2 separate regions of the Xenopus laevis genome follow, and region 1 is linked to region 2. Evidence: chromatin contacts called from public Hi-C data. All regions are on one chromosome and are shown on one strand. Each heading gives the region's core, a stretch centred on a gene start, on an enhancer-like site or on the middle of the called end of the contact. The rest is flanking DNA. Distances are from core to core; before and after follow the strand shown.

What was found. A called contact is a pair of places that touch in the nucleus more often than the background predicts.
Region 1: a Hi-C map of the XL177 cell line shows a contact between it and region 2, with 3 times the contacts expected there. The contact joins the enhancer-like site here to the promoter of cfap251.L in region 2. A contact is called at or near these places in 2 of 4 Hi-C or Micro-C datasets (the XL177 cell line and the XTC cell line).

What each region holds. Positions count from the first base shown.
Region 1 is chr1L:175,971,790-175,974,814 of Xenopus_laevis_v10.1, forward strand. setd1b.L (histone-lysine N-methyltransferase SETD1B) reads right to left here. Exons shown (of 18, transcript XM_018263237.2): 12 at 2,358-2,831; 13 at 1-1,157. Among protein-coding and RNA genes, the nearest start is that of setd1b.L, 17 kb to the right of the region's middle. Within about 2 kb of position 1,587, at least 1 of the 7 cell types and tissues checked has an H3K27ac peak or open chromatin away from gene starts, as enhancers often do.
Region 2 is chr1L:175,910,699-175,913,908 of Xenopus_laevis_v10.1, forward strand. cfap251.L (cilia- and flagella-associated protein 251) reads right to left here and starts at 1,795. Exons shown (of 22, transcript XM_018263214.2): 1 at 1,691-1,795; 2 at 603-740. The coding sequence starts at 731.

The DNA of each region.
Region 1 (3,025 bases), core at 337-2,836, 61 kb after region 2:
TGTGTTTTCAGAGAGACCATCATTCCTAAAATCCAGTGGCACAGCTGATGGATCTTTAATACCACTGACAGCATCAGGTTGTCCTATAAACAACTGTTTACCCAAACCACCTTCTGACAAGGCAACAGCAGAAGTTTCATAGTTTTTCCCAACACAAGACTCAAATTCATGAGCAGAAAGAGGTTTTTTGGATCTGTCTTCTTTCCTCTTCTCTGTAGGAGGGAGAGGTGGTGAAGGTGCAGATTCATCAGTGGAAGGCAGCTGTTCTTTAGTAAACTCACATTCGCTCTCCTCACTTAATAATTTATTAGAAAAGTATGCTGGAGCATCAGATGATTCCAGATCATCTGTCTCTAACCTTATGTCCATGTGTGGTACCCCTCTAGGCGGGCTAGCAAATGAGATGGGTGAAGGAACACTGTTCATAGTTAAGGAAGCACTGGTTGGTTCTTTAAATGACTTTTTATCTGGCTCATCTACAGAGGGTGTTTTGCCAGAAGGGTGGCAGGTGAATATTGTATTTGATTCTGGGAAGGTTGGGGTGAAGTTAAAATCTCTTCCAGGTGTCCTTGGAATACCACTGTTAATTATTCCTGGTGACTGGGAGAGATAAGAAAAGGGACTACCAGGTATGTGCGGGGAAGCCAGCATAAGACTGTTACCTGTGAGTGGAGCATCACTACCTGGTGTTGCAGGAATGGTCTCTGTACTCTGAGACTTCCCAAGGTGGGAGGTCTTAACCACGATATCTCTGCCTGGTGTACGGGGCAGTTCTTCCTCTGACAATGTCTTAGTCACCTTTAAGTGACCAGTATGCTTTTCAGGGGGAAGCGAACACTCATCTTCCTTACTGTGGCTTTGCAAAAGAGGAAGGCTGGATGGGGGCACTTTCAAACCAGGCTGAAACGTGACCTCTGTATCTGAATGAGCAGCTGTGTCCCGGCCAGGTGTGCGAGGGTACAGTTCTTCATCTTCTGCAACAATCCGAGTCAAATTAAGTTGCAGCCTGGGTTCTTCAAGCTTGAGAACAGGACCAGATTCACCAAAAGCGCCAGTTGGTGTTAAGGGACGGATGGTCATAGACTCTTGTACAGCTGCAGGTGCATTTTCTGAACCCAAAGGCACAGGTTCTAAATGAAGCTCTATATACTCTTCCTCTGCAGAAAGTGGAGGGGAAAAATGGAGAAATAAATTAACAGTCTAGTTATTTGTGAAAGACAAATTGTAATATAGGTATTTACAAACAACTTAGACACAATTCAACAAGGGAAATTTAATGTAATATAAACCTGGTATGCATAAGTAAAGGTGCATTAAAGTCCTTAAACGGATAATCTCATGGGGTTTTTTTTCTCAGAATGCATCAGTTAACAGTGCTGCTCCAGCAGACTTCTGCATTGAAATCGGTTTCTCTTTATATTTAATTTTGAAATCTGACATGGGTCTAGACATATTGTCAGTTTCCTACCTGCCCCCAGTCATGTGACTTGTGCTCTAATAAACTTCAGTCACTCTTTGCTGCTGTACTGCAAGTTGGAGTGATACCCCCCCCCAGCGCCCTAACAACATAACAATGGCAAGGTAACCAGATAGCAGCTCACACAAAATAACAGCTGCCTGGTAGATCTAGGAACAGAACTCAGTAGTAAAACCCAGGTTCCACTGCGACACATTCAGTTACATTGAGTAGGAGAAACAGCCTGCCAGAAAGCAGTTCCATCCTAAAAGTGCTGGCTCTTTCTGAAAGCACATGAACAGGCAAAATTACCTCACATGGCTGCCTACACACCAATATGACAACTAAAAAAATACACTTGCTGGTTCAGGGATGACATTTTATATTGTAGAGTGAATAATTTGCAGCGTAAACATTGTAATTTAGAAATAAATAATACATCATAAAAATTATGACAGAATCCTTTAAAGGAACAGTAACGTCAAAAAATAAAAGTGTTTTAAAGTAATGAAAATATAATGAAGTGTTGCCCTGCACTGGTAAAACTGGTGTGTTTGCTTCAGAAACACTACTATTGTTTATATAAATAAGCTGCTGTGTAGCAATGGGGGCAGCCATTCAAAGGAGAAAAAGCTCAAGTTACACAGCAGATAGCAGATAAGCTCTGTCTGTCTAATGGTGTTATCTATTATCCATTAGTTACCTGTGCCATATAGCCGTTTTTCAATTTCCGCCATTGCTACACAGCAGCTTGTTTATATGATCTATAGTAGAGTTTCTGAAGCAAACAGATCAGTTTTACCAGCACAGGGCAACACTACATGATATTTTCATTACTTTAAAACACTTACATTTTTTGGTGTTACTGTTCCTTTAAGGAAATATAAGATGGCAACACTACCTTCATTCATTGGTGATGGTGCTTTTTCATGTTCCTTAAAAACATCCTCTTGCTTGGGTACTGCAGAGAGCTTCTCCGCCTCTAAGGTATCCGGTTTGTGTTCTTTAGACTCAACCAGTGGTACATCTAGGTCTTTCTTTCTCAGATGTGATGTCTCTTGTGCCGGTTGTGCAATATCTAGCTCTATTTTTTGCAATTCATCATCTTCTAAATCTGTTTCTGCCTTTGCTGAACTGCTACCTTCAGACACGTCCTCCCTGAAGACGTCTACTTCCCTTTCAGTCTCAATATCATCTTCCTGACCAAAATCTAGTTCCTCAGATTGATCCTCCTCGAAGATTAGTTCTTCTTCTTCGTCGTCATCCCCCTCTATTTCGTCATCTGAATCTGAGCTTGACTCATACTCTGAAGATTCCTCACTTACATCAGAAGAATCCATCTCAGCTCTGGAAGAAGCTACACTGGTGGTGTCATCTACAGAACATAAATTATTATAACAACATGTACAAACCAAACATGGAGGTTCATAACTTACATGTACAAATATATAGTACATTCTTTTTAATGTTTACCTTTTTAAAGTATACACAAAGAAGGAACTTTTCCTCTAAACATATAAAATACTGCCCACATTTATTTATTCAGTTTCATCAAATACTTAATTTTAC
Region 2 (3,210 bases), core at 545-3,044:
TTTCTCATGTTCATTCAAACTTAAGTCACTACCAAATTCTTCATTTAAAAATTAACAAAACAGCTAAAATACTTTTATTTTTCCCATGTTGACAACCAGAAAGCTGGTGGATTGTAAGACTGCACCACAGTGGACATTAATATTTCTTTATAAATTACTCTCTTCTCCTTTTTCACCTCCAGTGAGACCTATATCTACTACCTTCCGTGATCAAAGCAACTGGATTGAAATACAGGAAAGCTGCAGAACTGAATAGTTCAACAACGTAAACACACACACACACAGTACCATTTGATCCGGCCAAACTTGCATTATTCTGAAACATGCCAAAATGATTCCGATATGAGTCAACAGAATCAACTAAGCTGGACTGATTCAGTTCAGTATTGTGAGAGCAATGTGCACAAAGTCAGTGACGTGCATGCAATTTGAACTTTTTTGTCCCATTTAAAAAAGGGTTGTGATCTCAATGAATGCTTAACTTTATATTCTAGCAAATATCTTCTTATGATGCAGAATAATAAGCTTCTTTTTGTAACATCTATATGTGCTCTCTGACATATAACTGTCTAGCTAAATCCATTGCTTCACAGTAACCATACCTCTGGGCCCACAACTTGCTGGGACATTTCTTCATTATTGCTGATACTTCCAGTTTCCAATTCCTGTGTTTCTTCTGTTCCTGCTTGACTGAGACCCTCATTGGCAGTGATTCCCAAGTGTGGATCCATACTGTTTATCTGCAAAAAACATTTTACTTCTTATTTTTATCAGTCGGTCTAGAGCAGTGGTTCCCAAAGTGCGTCCCAAAGTAGTCCAGAATAATTGCCACCTGGCCAGTATTTTAGCAGCCTTGCCAGTAAATTGGGTTGCCACCTTCTCTGGAAAAAAATACTGACCTTCCCATATATTTATCCTTTTTTCCTATTAATAACATTGGGCTCAAGCATTATTTTTACTGGCCAGGCCGGTAAAATACCAGCCAGGTGGCAACCCTACCAGTATGCATGATGCTAGTTGGTGTTAATGTTATTAATAGGGAAGAAAGAGGAAAATACAGGACTATAGTATGTGATATTTTTTTTTTTTACAGAAATAGTATGTTATTTTTTTTTACAGAAAAGGTGGCAATCCTAGGGCCTTGTCTGAAAACCTGTTTGTGTAATATTTAGGGGAAATAACTACTTTGTTCACATAGACATTCTTGAAACAGAGAAAAAACTTCTAAAATGACCAAACCATTCTGCATGTTCAATACAGGAGAGAGTTTATTTGCCCACATTCTACAGTAAGGAATAATTACAAACTGGTTACCACAGACTAGCCCTAGCACAAACCTACTTTCTCGATAGGAATGTGCAGAAATATTAACAAAACACTGTTTTAAAGAATGTGAAACTTCTTTTTAAGGGTAGAAAATAACTTTTCCCTACAAATCCCACTCCAGGCTTGTATTTACGGATGAAACAGGTATTCCCCCAAATGTTTTCCTGTCCTAACTAACCAACCTACTCACACTCATCAACATTTAAGGGAAAACGTTTCTTCTTCTAGATGCTCTGCGGTCACTGCACCCCCGAAGTCGGGTTGGTGGTGGTTTATTCCAGCACGGTGCACATTTTAAAAACGTAAATTAAGATGTGATTTTAGGGGCGCACTAAATGCATATTTTGCTGCACTGCACGCTCACCTGAGATGTTAATGCTCCTCCGCACCATGGACTCGCGCTTGTGTTGCTTAGCGACCGAATGTAAACTACACGACGTTCTCATGGGGACGGAAACCTACACTCGCCTTCGTCGTAAATCACCACTTAGAGCTAGCGTGCTTTACGCTCATTTTAGTCCTGGTTTGGAGGTGTCTGCAGCCAGTGATCTTATACAATGCTGTATGGGTTGTAATGATTGGGGGAATTCACAGAGAAAGTTTAATACGCAATAGCGTTTCTTCTGGTTTCATTTCGTATTGCCCTCAGGGGGGTAAATACTGATCTCTTGTTATACTTCTCCCTCCTGATAACATTGCTATTAGGATTTTACCAGCAGGCTATACAAGCCTTACAGAAGGCCACACAATCTGTCCACTCCACTAGCCTGATCCAGTAAGGCCAGTCCAGGAACTGGATAAGTGAAGATTTGTTTTTATTAAAGCTCAAAGCATTTCTTCAATCACCCACTGCAAATTCACACACAAAGTGCATATGGGCACAAAATAGATTCACCTAGGAGTGAGTCTTTGGCTCACCTTCGTCAGAAAACTTGGATGAGTCCCTTTATCCCCGACCTCCCCAGCTGAAATCCCCACAGGAGGCAACTGTCTTCATAAGTCCTTAGCCGCAAGGCTAGGGGGAGCATTTTGCCTTATCTCCTCCAGCAAAAGCCTATAAGGGGAAAGGGTAACATGTGACCTCTGAAGAAGCCTTAAAATGAAATGCTCTCTGGTAGTGCCCTGGAGAAGGAGCGTAATGGCCACACATCTCTCCCTAGATTCTTATAAAGACTCAAGGAGCCATATTGCACTGAATTCTTAGATAAAGTACAAAAAAACATTTGCAGATAAAAGTGTTGGTGTAAAGTACTAGTGGCAGTGTCATAGTGATCAGGCATAATGATGATTATCAGGCACCCAAGGGCAGGCCCGGACTGGCAATCTGTGGGTTCTGGCAAATGCCAGAGGGGCTACTGTAAGGTCTCATACACAATCACTATTCAGTGGGGTGGTGGAGGACTATTTGGGCCTCTGTGTACTTGGAATGCCAGGGCCTATTTTGACTCCCAGTCCGGACCTGCCCAAGGGGAGCATACCTTAGGGCTAAATACTGCGGCTCTATAGCTAAAGGCCTTTTGGCCAGACCAAGGGCCTCTCTGCTCCGTAAAGAGGGGAAGATCAGGTCCCTCCCTTAACAGATTTTTTTTAAATTGAAAAAAATATACTTTATTTTATATAAAAACAAGTAGGCCCGGACTGTGGGTTCTGTGGGTTCTGGGAAATTCCAGAGGGGTTGCTGTAAGATGCCATAGACAGTCACTATTTATTGGGCTGGTGTTTGGGCCTCTGTTTTCTTGAAAAGTCAGGGCCTATTTTGATTCTCAATCCAGACCTGGAAACAAGACAATGGATACAACACTTGATCTTAGCCAAAAAAGCCAAGAAATTGGGTAGGAGGAGTTTCCTACTTAAAAGCTGCCTAGATATCATGCTTCCTTTCCA